Linked DNA regions of Rattus norvegicus: region 2 is linked to region 1. Evidence: chromatin contacts called from public Hi-C data. All regions are on one chromosome and are shown on one strand. Each heading gives the region's core, a stretch centred on a gene start, on an enhancer-like site or on the middle of the called end of the contact. The rest is flanking DNA. Distances are from core to core; before and after follow the strand shown. Region 1 has its middle 33 kb from the start of Irf2bp2. Region 2 has its middle 80 kb from the start of Irf2bp2.

What was found. A called contact is a pair of places that touch in the nucleus more often than the background predicts.
Region 2: a Hi-C map of the A7r5 cell line shows a contact between it and region 1, with 2.9 times the contacts expected there. The contact joins two enhancer-like sites. A contact is called at or near these places in 2 of 12 Hi-C or Micro-C datasets (the A7r5 cell line and mammary epithelial cells).

What each region holds. Positions count from the first base shown.
Region 1 is chr19:71,425,945-71,432,174 of GRCr8, reverse strand. No RefSeq gene overlaps it. Among named protein-coding and RNA genes, the nearest start is that of Irf2bp2, 33 kb to the left of the region's middle. Within about 2 kb of position 4,909, at least 37 of the 93 cell types and tissues checked have an H3K27ac peak or open chromatin away from gene starts, as enhancers often do. A contact at or near this core is called in the A7r5 cell line, where this site is marked.
Region 2 is chr19:71,538,823-71,545,282 of GRCr8, reverse strand. No RefSeq gene overlaps it. Among named protein-coding and RNA genes, the nearest start is that of Irf2bp2, 80 kb to the right of the region's middle. Within about 2 kb of position 2,227, at least 88 of the 93 cell types and tissues checked have an H3K27ac peak or open chromatin away from gene starts, as enhancers often do. A contact at or near this core is called in the A7r5 cell line, where this site is marked.

The DNA of each region.
Region 1 (6,230 bases), core at 3,660-6,159:
AACCGGAAAAAGACAGGACCCAGACTCCATAGTCTCTACCAGGAAGAGGAGAAGAAGAACAGGAAGAATGGGGGAGGACTGGCTGGGGAGGGATTTGGAGGGCATTTGTGGGATTTTGATTATTCATCCTGCTGGTGACTGTTTACTTGTAACTTCATCTGTGTCCCTGCCTCTGCATGGAAACCTCTGAGGGAGGAGTGTGTGTGTGTGTGTGTGTGTGTGTGTGTGTGTGTGTGTGTGTTGTGTATGTGAGGATTGTGTATGTGAGTATGCAAGGCTTGTGTGTCTGAGAAGTGTGTGTGTGTGTGTGTGTATGTGAGGAGTGTGTGTGTGTGGAGTGTGTGTGTGTATGTGAGGTGTGTGTGTTGTGTATGTGAGGATTCTGTATGTGAGGCATATGCAAGTCTTGTGTGTGTGAGCAGTGTGTGTGTGAGAGGAGTGTGTGTGTGTGAGGAGTGTGTGTGTGAGGAGTGTGTGTGTGTGAGGAGTGTGTGTGTGAGGAGTGTGTGTGTGTGAGGAGTGTGTGTGTGTGTGAGGAGTGTGTGTGTGAGGAGTGTGTGTGTGTGTGAGGAGTGTGTGTGTGTGAGGAGTGTGTGTGTGAGGATTGTTTGTATGTGTGAGGAGTGTGTGTGAGGAGTGTGTGTGTGTGAGGAGTGTGTGTATGTGTGAGGAGTGTGTGTGTGAGAGGAGTGTGTGTGTGTAAGGAGTGTGTATGTGTGAGAGGAGTGTGTGTGTGAGGAGTGTGTATGTGTGAGAGGAGTGTGTGTGTGTGTGAGGAGTGTGTGTGTGAGAGGAGTGTGTGTGTGTGAGGAGTGTGTGTGAGGAGTGTGTGTATGTGTGAGGAGTGTGTGTGAGGAGTGTGTGTGTGTGAGAGAGGAGTGTGTGTGAGGAGTGTGTGTGTGAGGAGTGTGTGTGTGTGTCTGTGTGAGGAGTGTGTATGTGTGTGAGGAGTGTGTGTGGGGGAAGAGTGTGTGGAGGAGGTGGGGGGATGTGTTGTGAGGAGTGTGCAAAATGCCTGAAGGAGACAAATCCTGATGGGACCCTCAGTACAAGTCAGAAAACACCAGCAAGACTGCTTCCTGGTAGTCAGGAAAACAGCCCCCTTCTAGAAGCTGTATGTGGAGACATCAGAAAGCTGTGTCAGGTCGGGGAGGTGGCTCAGTGTTTACAAACACTTGCTCCTCCAGAGAACTCTAGTTCAGGTCCCAGCACCCATAAAGAACAGCCTACAACTGCCTGTGAGTCAAGTCAAGGGGATCAGATGGTCTTCTATTGGCTCCACAGGCAGGCACTCACATACACACTTTCAGACACACACACATATACACACGACGAATAATAACATAAGTCTATAAAAACTTTAAGTCAAGAAGACAACTTGTGGGCTGGGAGCTGGCTTGAGTCCTTGCTGCACAAGCACTAAGGACCACAGCTGGTATCCCGAGCATCCACATAAAGCCAGAAGCAGCAGTGCATGATGTGAACTCATCACTGGGAGGGGGGACAGGTGGGAATTGGGTATAGGACTCACTAACTGGCTAGTGTAGCTGAAATGGTGAGCTAGGGTTTAGCAAGAGACCCAGCAAGACTTCTGACCATGACATCTGGTTTCCACAGGAGTGCACGTGAGTGGTCAGGCACACATACACACACTTTTAAGTAAAATAAAATCTAAAATATTTCCTAAGCTTTATTAACAGCAACATAATAAATTAAAAGTAAATGTGATTATACAGAAATATTTTCATCAGTGTGTGTGTTAGTCAATGTTAGGGTAAAAGACCAAGATATTAATTTTAGACGTCTTCTCAAAAAGCTATTTGTCTTCAAAACTATTCACTATAGAGCTGGAGAGATGGCTCAGCAGTGACGAACATTGTCTACTTTTCCAGAGGTCCTGAGTTCAATTCCCAGCAACCACATGGTGGCTCACAACCATCTGTAGCGAGTTCTGGTGCCCTCTTCTGGCCTGCAGGCATACACGCAGGCAGAACGCTGTATACATAATGAGTAAATAAATCTTTTTAAAAAATATTCACTACAGCCAAAACACAAGATAATTAATAAATAACAGATTAAAATTATCAAAGTAGGCCTGAAGTCATTCTTTGTTTTGTAATATCTAAATATTGTTGTTCATGGTGGAGCAAGCCTTTAATCCCAGTATGCAGGAGGCAGAAGCAGGTAGATCTCTGTGAGTTTGGGGCCAGCCTGGTCTACACACAGAATTCCAGAGCAGCGAGAATTACACAGTGAGACCCTGTCTAAAAATAAAAATAATAATTGTTTAAATAAAGCCATTTACAACTCCGGCAGTGTTCAATTAGTTTCTACTGGAAAGTTCTGACTAATTATTTACTTATTTATCTGACTACTCTTTTGTTTGTTTGTTTACTCGGGTTTTTCGAGACATGGTTTCTCTGTGTAGCCCTTGCTGTCCTGGAACTTGCTTTGTAGACCAGGCTAGCCTGGAATTCAGAGATCCACCTGCCTCTGGCTCCTGAGTGCTGGGAATTTAGGTGTGCAGCACCACCGGCAGGCTAAGCTGTTTTCTATACCCGTTGGTTCTCTGTGAACCATATGGACGGAGGGGGCACATGTCTGAGAAAGAGCACAGGTGTGAGCGCTGTACCATTGTGCAGTGCCCCTGTTGGTGGGAGATGTGGTGATTGATAACTTAGTCCTCTAAGGACCCTGCATTGAAAGGTAACAGGGATTCCCTACCATCCCAGCACTTCCGCATGTCCAAACCCCCACCCCCCACATACACCATGAAGCTGTGTCAGCACGAGAAGCCAGGACAGGCATGTGAAGAAGGATCCCCGGAGGCTGGGCATGCTGACTGCATGGGGGTGCAATTGGGCAGTCATTTAGCATCCCAGGTGCTGGGGTGAAGGGTCAAAGTGCCCATGTGGACTTTATACTTTGTGTGTGTGTGTGTGTGTGTGTGTGTGTGTGTGTGTGTGTGTGTATTGCCTTTAGGAGAGTGTGTTTCACACCAGAGGCCAAAGAGAAATGTCCAGTGTCTTCCTTTGTCACCATCTGTCTTATTTCCTTGAGACAGACCCTCATTAAATCAGAAGGTCACTGTTTCCATGAGTCTGGCTGATGGGTGAGCTGAGGGGATCCACCCGTTTCCATCCCACAACCCTGGAGGTTTGGGGGTACAGGCATGTGCAACCATGTCTGGTTTTTAATATAAGTAATAGGTTTTAAACTGAGGTCCTCGTGCTTGAAAAGCAAACCCTCTTATTCAATAAACCATCTCCCCAGCCTCTCATGTGCTTTAATAAGCATGGATGTATAGAGCCTTTGAAAGTTTGTTCTTTTTTTATTGTATTTATTTGCGTATGTGGACATGGTGGGGGTGGGAATGGAGGCACACCTGTGTGGATCCATCCACTGTAATTTTCAAGATCTCTCACAGGAACCTGGGTCCTGCTTATTAGGCTATACTGACTGGCTATCAGACCTCAAGAATCCACCTGTTCCTGCCCACCCCCCAACCCCCACCCCAGTCCTGGAATTACAACTCCGTACTGCTATTTTTAATGTGGGTTTTGAAGGTAGAACCCAGATCTTCCTGCTTTTGGGATACACACTTTGCCAACCGAACTATATCTCCATTTCTCCACTCCTGTATCAGTCTTCAATTTGTTACAGAAAGTGGAAAAGACAGTGTTGGCATTTAGTCTAGGAGTGGTGGCACACGTCTGTAGTCCCAGCTACTCAGGAGGCTGAGACAGGAGGATCGCTTGAGTTCAGGAGTTCTGGGCTGTGGTGCGCTTTGCTGATCCGGTGTCCGCACTAAGTTCGGACTTAGGCACCAATATGGTGACCTCCGTGGAGCGGGAGACTACCAGGGTCCTGAGGAGTAGTGAATTGCCCAGGTCGGAAACAGAGTCTAGGCTAAATGCCAACAGACAGGACCCTCTTTCCTCGCTTCTGCAATGTCCCGGTCAGCCCTGAAATAGGGCCGCTTCTCTGGAGAGCTGCCTCTCTACACTGAGGAGAGGGGCTAACGCTAGAAAATGAGGCACAAGTCTGGTGTGAGTCGGCGCCCACTGCGCTCTTTGAGAATCTGCGCGTGCTCTCTCCTTATCACTTCCCGCTCAGTCAGCCAAGCTGCGCCACCTTCCAGAAGCTTCCAGCCACTAGTCGGGGAACGAGGAAATGAGTGGAAAATAAGCTTGAGCGCAAGGCAGTCCTTTATCCCCATCCTGGGCAGTGGCATAATGACATCACTGTCTGCAGAGCTGAGCCTCTGAGCAGTGGTCAGAGGATAGGGCAGTGACTCGAGCCGCCTGGCTGAAGTGGCCAGCATCCACAGAGTCTAGGACAGCCCCGGGGGAGCGGCAGGGCCTCAGCTAACACACTAAGCTCCAATTCCTTCGGGAACATTGTGGTCCTTTCTCTAGATTAGAATCTGTCTGTGTGTTCGTCATTGCTTGTGTTTGATTTGCAGGTTTTATAGGGCCACTCTCTATCCTGGGTCCAGCCACTCTCTGAATATCAACATTTCAAAATCACATTTTTTTCTTCATATTCGGTGACGGCAGCGACCTCGTTTTTATTTGAGGTTTAGCTTAGTTTTCTTCCCTCTTTTACTTTTAAATTGACAGTCTGTGGTGGTAGAGAGGTCAATCTTCAGTTCTGGTTTGTTTTTTGGGGGGGCGGCGGGGGCGGGGCGGAGTTCTCACGTTGAAGCACAGGGATGCTCATGCCCCTGGTCTTTCCCTTCCTGCTCCTTGCAGGCTGGGTTTCGTTGCTGTTTGCCCCTCTGTACGACAGGGTAGATGGAGCCTCTCATTGGCTCCTCTCGTTGTAGGTGCGCAGACATTCCAAATGCACTCTACAGCGTCTGGCATTTATGTGGATTCTGGGAGCTGAACTCAGGCCCTCATGCACTGCGAATGTGTTAGCCATTGAGTCATTCCCCCGGTCCAGACTGTCTGCTCTCAGCCTCCCCAACCCCCACATCTCACATGTCAGTGTTTGCTTTGTTCTATGGTGAAACGATGGTGTCCCGCGGCACCAGCCACTTTTACTTCATGAACATAAAGGCTAGTAGGAAGGCGGGGAGAAGAGGTAGAAGGAATGGGAGCCCAGCACCACAGGAAAAGCTGGGAGGTGTTCAGTGAGGGCCAGGAGTACCAGGAATGAGAAATAAGGAAGACAAAAGCAATAGTTGAGACCAGGAGGTATCCCAGAAGCTGATGACATTTGCTAAGCAAATGTATTAAGAGGTACAGCATGGGGCTGGAGCGGTGACTCAGCCATTAGGAGAACTGACTGTTCTTCCACAGGACCCAGGTTTAATTCCCAGCACCCACATGGCAGCCTTGAAACTGTCTACTACTCCAGAATCCTCACACAGGCATACTCATAGGCAAAACACCGGTGCTCAAACAAACAAATACAGCATCCTACATGTTTACTATCTGCAAGGAGAAAATGGCCACAGTCAGCAGAAAGCTAAGTCAGACAATGCTGGCAAAGAGAACACAGGACATCACAGGCACAGCTGACTTAGGACTGCAGCCCAGGGGAAAGAGCTGGGTCACCAGAAGCCACAATCGTCCCTCCTTTGAGCCACTGGCTCCAGCCCTAGGCTGGTCTTGCCAAGCCTTCTCCTGAACAAGAACATAGAACCAAAGTTCCCTTTGTCCTTTTACCGGGGGTCTGATAAAGCTTTAGGCCGGTCTGGGTCCCCACCAAATCTGGAACCGCTGTCACCGGAAGAGAGAGAGCTGCAATGCGTTTGGGCTGAGTTGGGTGATCTGAGCTGGATGGGCTGCGGTGGGACGTCTTCTCCCAGCTGCCCATCAGTGGATGGCCTTCACAGAAGCAAGGCCTAGGTGGCTGGGCTGAAGGCTCGTAGTCCTCATTCTTTACAAATCTTCCTCTGAATGGAGAACTTCCTGGACAAGGTGTCTGAGGGGAAGAGAACCTTTGTTCCAAGGAGAGCAAGTACTGCCTCATTGGCCAAGGATGCTCTCCTCCATTACAACTACATGGGGCAGGGATGGGTGTACAGGGTGCAGCTGGGTGAGTCATGGAAGACGGTGAGGTGTGTAGGACAAAGAGCAGGAAGGCTTTGGTGCCAGTTTCCTATAGGAAGGCGGCTACCCAGCTACAAGATGGGGGTCGGTGATTGGTTAGGCCAGAGGCTATCAGACAGCTTCTGGTACCTCAGCATGTAAGGCATAATGATCTGAGCCAAAAGGACA
Region 2 (6,460 bases), core at 978-3,477, 120 kb before region 1:
GCAGCAGGGAACAGGCCCAGGGACTTCTGGGATACTTTCCCGCCTGCCAACTCTTCCCTCCTGACCTTGGGCCATGTCCCTCCTGGCAGCTCTCCCTCGCTCCCTGCCAAGATGCAGCTGGAGAGACTACGAGGCCGTTCTCGGTGCCACGGGGCCCCCACGGAGGGTGGGAGCCACTGTGTTTTACAGAGAGGCTTGCAGGGCCACACCAAACACTTCTCAGGGCTTCGACCCTTCCTAAGTGACCAGCGGCGGGGCCAGGAGTCAGCCCGGCAGTACTTTCTGGATTCCGGAGAGACTTTTCTGGGAACTTCGCTGAACCCTGAGGGTCTGAAAGCCTGGCATCAGGATCTCTACTTCTAAGCAACCTTTGCCTTAGATACCCACGGCCAACGGTGTGCCCAGAGGCTTGCCTCTAGTCGCGATCTGTCATCTCCCAGGAGATGTTCTACTTTCTAAGGAGGTGAAAAATGATCCTAATTAAAAAACATTGCAATGTACTCTTTCTTCAGAGTCCCTCCTGGCGGCCGGTCCACGTGGGAACAGGAACATGCTGGCCCTTGTGGGGCCCTCAGCCCTGACAAAGGCTACTGAGCTCCAGCGTACCCTGAATTACCAGGGTAGAAGGCCTGATTGCTACTAGGTTGAGTCACGGCCCGTAAGCTGTGGCAGTGGAAGCCACGGTGCTAAATTTGCCTGGGTGTCCAGAGGGTACCCAGACCACCCCTCCCGCCTTCCTGTCTCCTCTTTCCTGCTCCACGGGCCTGGCTCCCTGTAGCTTTCTCAGAAGCACAGACACAGGGCCAGCCAGTGGAAAGATTGACAGTTTTCCCCGTTCGGTATTACATATTCCACCTCAGGAAGAGAAGGAGAAAAAAGAAACAAGGCCTGGAGGCCAGCCCCACTCCCTCCACAAGGTGCATAGTGAGGCCTGTCTGTCCCCAGTGACAGCAGCGGCGGCAGCAGCAGCCGGCCACAGCTCACAGTGAGGTGTCTTCCTCCTTCCTGCAGGCCCCACTGGGTAGGTTAACTGCCTTTCTCTCTGCTTACAGCTGCCTGCCTGCCTGTGCATCTGGATCAAGGCGTGCCTCTACTTTGGGGTGTGTGTGTGTGTGTGTGTGTGTGTGTGTGTGTGTTTAACTTTCCTTTCCACTGCCATAGTAACCGCTGCATGTTTGGCAAAGGGACGGAGGAGGGAAAAAGCAGAGCCCTGGGAGGAAAGGGCTCTGAGCACAGGGCTGGCAGCCGGCCAGGGTAGTCACGCTGCTGAGCTGAAATGAGGCCTCTGGCCGGCGGCCAAGTGACAGAGAACAAAGCTGTCAGTTCCTAATGTTGGCGGCAAAGCTTGCTTGGCACCCTTATATGGTTTCCCATAACTCCCTGCCTTGGCCACCGTCCATTCCCTTCAGGGCAGCAAACGGGGATTAGCACTGCTTCAGAGTTGTTTTTCTCCCCTGCGCTCCAACTGCTCTGGTGACATCACCCTCTGCATTCAAGTGCCAGCAGGGTGGCTTCTCACTGTCCCGCCCCCTCCACCCCAGTCTTCCATGACTCTCTCCCTGCCTGCCTCTCTCTCTCTCTCTCTCTCTCTCTCTCTCTCTCTCTCACACACACACACACACACACACACACACACACTTCCTGCAGCCTTCCTCTCCCCTCCCTCCCCTTTTTTTCCCTCTTTAAATGCAGTGTTTTAGGTCATCATCCGGGACTTTCTTTTCTTTTTTTTTTTCTTACTAAATTAAAAACACCCAGGCACTTGTGCATTTAGCTGAATCAAGCCAGACGCTGTATTTTATTTTTATAACTGAATTCCTGTGAGATAAAAATCTCATTTTCCTTAGTAGGCTGTAATCAGCCCTTGCAGAGATATGCGTTCCAACTGCCCCATCTCAAGCTTCCTTCAGCAGCTCCACGGAGAGAAGAACTTGGCTCTCGTTCAGGTTTAAAGGGGCCCCAAGGCCGGTCAAAGGCTGTCTGTTACACACTCACACATGCAGACTCACATACTCGTCCTCTGTCATGGAAATGTTACCAAGACGGCTGGACACACAGTCAGTACACACAGTCGGTACACACACACGGCGTTCCCTCCCCTTTCCAGAAGGAAAATAGGTGAGTAAAGCAGCTTCCGAAAAAGACTGGTTTCAACTAGCAAGTGCCAGGCAGTGTTATGCAACTCACAGCTAGGTTCGTGAAAGAAATGGAGGTTTGCCGACTGCACAAATGGTCCCCCCTCTCCCCGCCCCACTCTGATTCATGAACTAGTTTTCTGATTCATGAATCACTCGGGAGCCAGCAGGAGAAAAAAATGAGTCCTATTGATCTCATTTCAGTTGAAATGGACTCAGCAGGCCCATTGCTGGCTGAGGACGGCTGGCCAGGGCCAGACATTCACTCCAAGCTTCCTTCTCCGTCTGTAAGCAGGTGCCCCTATAGCACTATTAAAGGGATACGACATAATCTACCAGTACAGTGGTTGTCGGTGGAAGGCCACTGTCCTTGTTGGGAAATCTGTCAAGTTCTATTGTTGGCCTTAATTTCCTTTGAGATGGGAGAGGTCACTTGGTTTGTAGCCCAGGCTAGCCCGATCCATTTGGCACATCTCTTAAGCATCATCGTATTTCCTTGTTCCCTTGCTGGGCAATCTGTCGATGTCTGTTTGTTGGTCTTAATTTCTTTCCTTTGAGATGGGAGATGGGCATTTGGGTTGTAGCCCAGGCTAGCCCCATCCATTTGGCACACCTTTCGAGCATCGTCTTACTTTCATGTCTTTTCTGAATTCTGGTGAAGTTTATTGTCACTCTTGTGCCGGGGATGGTACAGGGCTTTGTGCCCTCTCGGAAGCATTCCATCCCAGAGCTATATCCTCAGCAGACTCCTTACTTTTTATTTGGAGAAAGAGTCTCATTGGGCTGTCTAGACAGGCTTTCACCTCATTCTGTTTCCCCGGCTGGCTTTGGAAACGTGCAATTCTGCTTCCTCGGCGTAGCTGGGATAACAAGCCTGGAGACTTCTGAAGTAGACAGTCCTGTCCTGAACCAACAAACAAATGACTGCTTCCCACCCCCTCCCCTTGCAGCCTCTTCAGCTCAGAAGGATTCTATATAATGTTCTGTCTTATGTAAGGGCAGGTTGGCCATGGCTGGCTGGTCGACTCTATGAATGGGGTTGGGGGGTTGGGGGTGCTGGGGAGGGGAGAGAGACTGAGACTGCATAAAGCCCGTCTAAAAAGAAATGGAGGTCTTTTCTTTGGTAGTCCAAGAAACAGAAGTGAGCCTGAGGCCAGAGGCAGATGGGAAGAAACCCTCCCCCATCCTCTCCTCCATCCCTGAGCTGCTGCTTGATGCATTCCTTGTGATAAGTGCCTCTCAGTCCAGCTGGCAGGATCCTGACCAGCACCTTCATTGGCTGGTCTCCCCACCTACCTCTACTCCAGTCTTCGGGAAGTTAAGACAGCTGGCTGAGCTAGGCACGCTGGTATTCACCTGTGATACTAATCCTTAGGAGACTGAGACATGGGGATTGCTGTGGTTTTGACAGCAATGGGCTATATAGTTCAAGCCTGAGGTATATGAGGAGCCCTGATCCAGAAATAAATGAACACCTATTACACACATACATTAGGTAAAATACCACACACACACACACACACACACACACACATATGCACACATAACCCCACACACCTGCACCTGCACCCACACACTCAGAGGGGCACACACACATCTGTACCTGCATATACACAGAGGCACACACACAGAGGCACACACACAGAGGCACACACACACACAGAGGCACACACACAGAGACACACACATACATGAAACACACGCACTCATACCTATACACACATAAGCACACATACCCCCACACATCTGCACCAGCACCCACTCACTCAGAGGGGCACACACACATCTGTACCTGCATTTACCCACGGAGGCACACACACCTCACACAACCTGTACACATACATGCATGGTGATACACACATACACACACAGGCACACACATACACACATACCCCGACACATCTGCACCTGCACCCACACACTCGGAGGTGCATACACACATCTGTACCTGCATACACACAGAGGCGCGCACACACACACACACACACACACACACACACACACACACACACACAGACATCTGTACCTGCACACAGAGAGAAAGGCACACACACGGGCACACACATACACACATACCCCCACAAATCTTCATCGGAACACACACACACACACACACACACACACACACACACACACACACACACACACGCACACAGCCAGACACAGGCTTTTTAGAAACTGCACAAAAGCTGACAATCTGGAATAGAAAAGGATTGTGGCCTCCTTTGTGGACGGAATTTTGGATCCTAGTGTGGAGAAATGCACCTTGACCCTGAGGTGCAGTTCACGAGAGTCAAAGATTGGAGGAGGTCACCTTCTTCCTTTTTATCACATGTTGCCCACAGGAGGCCTGGGAGACAGGGAAGGAAAGCAGGCGAGTATGAATTTCAATCAGCAGTCAGACTGAGGAGCCTCTTGCCCTCCTGAGGGCCCTGTGAAGGTGCCTTTCATCCGGACTCCTCGGGCTGAGTATGATCAGCCAGAGCAAAGGGCTCCAGGTCCCCAGGTCTTCGGGGTTAAAGCTGGGCTCACAGACTTGCTGGCTGGCCCTAGAGCACCCTGGGCTTGGGAGCGGGTGTGTGTTTTGTATTATTGTCTTTGATTTCCCCCTCCAGGACACCCCCCAACTCGTCCCTAGAACAGCTTTATGTAACACCCACTCGGCCGGCCCCAGCGTCTCAGAGCCCTGATTCCAGCATCTTCCATAAACCTGGCAGCACATCAAAACCTCTGTTTTATAACACACTCAAAATAGGATTTTCTACTAACATGCCAAGCCCAGGGCTTCTCGTGTGGGGGCCGGGAGTTTTATGAATCATTAGTAGTTAGACAGAGATGCACCCCGCCCCCCAGGATGCCCAACCTGCCTGTCTCTGGAGGCTGAAGAGGAAGGTTGGAAGACTGTGGACTATGGGCTGCTAGCTAGTGAACGAGGGACCTTCTCAGAGGATTCGCCAAATAATCTCGAACACACTGAACATCTTACTCATGCTTTAGAAACAGAAAAAGAAAGAGTTTGCCTTCCTCCTGCCTCTTCCCCATTCACGGGGAGTGTGGTTTCCTTTTATTTATTGCCAGACACTGACAGTTGCAGACTTAACCCCCGACTCTCCTTTGAGGAGAGCAGCTTCCTGTAAGAAACACCTAGGTCTGGGGCCCACAGACCAACTGCATGTTTGAACTGCACTCAGGCGTAGCAGGTGATGGAGAGAGAACAGAGACAGCAGAGAGGCTGCAGCTACCCTCACAAGCCCTGTACCCGCCTCATCCGGCCCTGGTTTAGATTATGACGGGGAAGGGTGTGGCCTTCCAAAGACCATTTGCAGCCTGTTTAGGAGCCCTTCTGGAAGTTTCTTCCTCCTGGATTCCATTGTATCACACTGTCTCTGCTGGTGCAGCTGTGTCTCCCTTCCTAGTCCACACACACACACACACACACACACACACGGGGGGGGGGGTCACTTCACAGCAGTGGAAGCCTCTGTCACTCACAATGAAGTAGGGATCACAGAGAGCTCTGGTGCACTTGACTGGAGTGGCGGGGGTGGGGGGGGTGGGATGGTAGAGGCTGGAGCTGGGGGTAGGGGTGTGGCTGGGGGTTCAGGCTAGCAAGGCTGACCTTGAGAAGAGTCACGGAGCCATAGACAGATTCATCCTGTGTCTTCGAGAGACACCTCGAGAAGACTGAGCACTGTGGCTCATTCTGCAGCCACATCTCTGTAGCACCCCCTCCCTCCTCCCCTGAGCCCCTCTCTGTGCCACAGGGATAATCAAGGGCAGGGAGCCTTTCTGTCCTCGACAGAGGAGGGACTGTTGACCGCTCTGCCCTTGCCCGTCCAGCCTTCAGTGACCCTGGGTGACTTCTCACATGCCATTGTGTTTTAGCCTGGATCATCCAGAAGGAATGTTTCACAACCCTCTTCCTTCTCCTTGTGACATATTAACCCCCCAAATCGCTGACCCTGGGTCTTGCAGGGTCATGTGGTTACTTCTTCCTGTGCTAGCTGTTATTTCTCCCATCTCCAAGCTGTCTGCAACACCTTCCGCGTAGCTGTTTACCCTACCGGCTGGGGTATGGTTCAAATAATAAACCAAAGTCACTTCGATCATTCCGTCCTTCTGTCCAGCCAGGCCTGAGAAGGAAACCTCAGGTCTCCTGGCCCCCAAGACAGCCTCACAGAGGTTCTCTAAGAAACCAGCAGTGAGCGAGGCTCTCCGCCCCGCCCCCAGGCTGGGACTGAGTAGCCTTCAGATCCATTTAGGAGCTGGACACCTGGTTGCTATGGAGACAGCTGTCATAAAAACACACCGATCTGTAGAGAGAT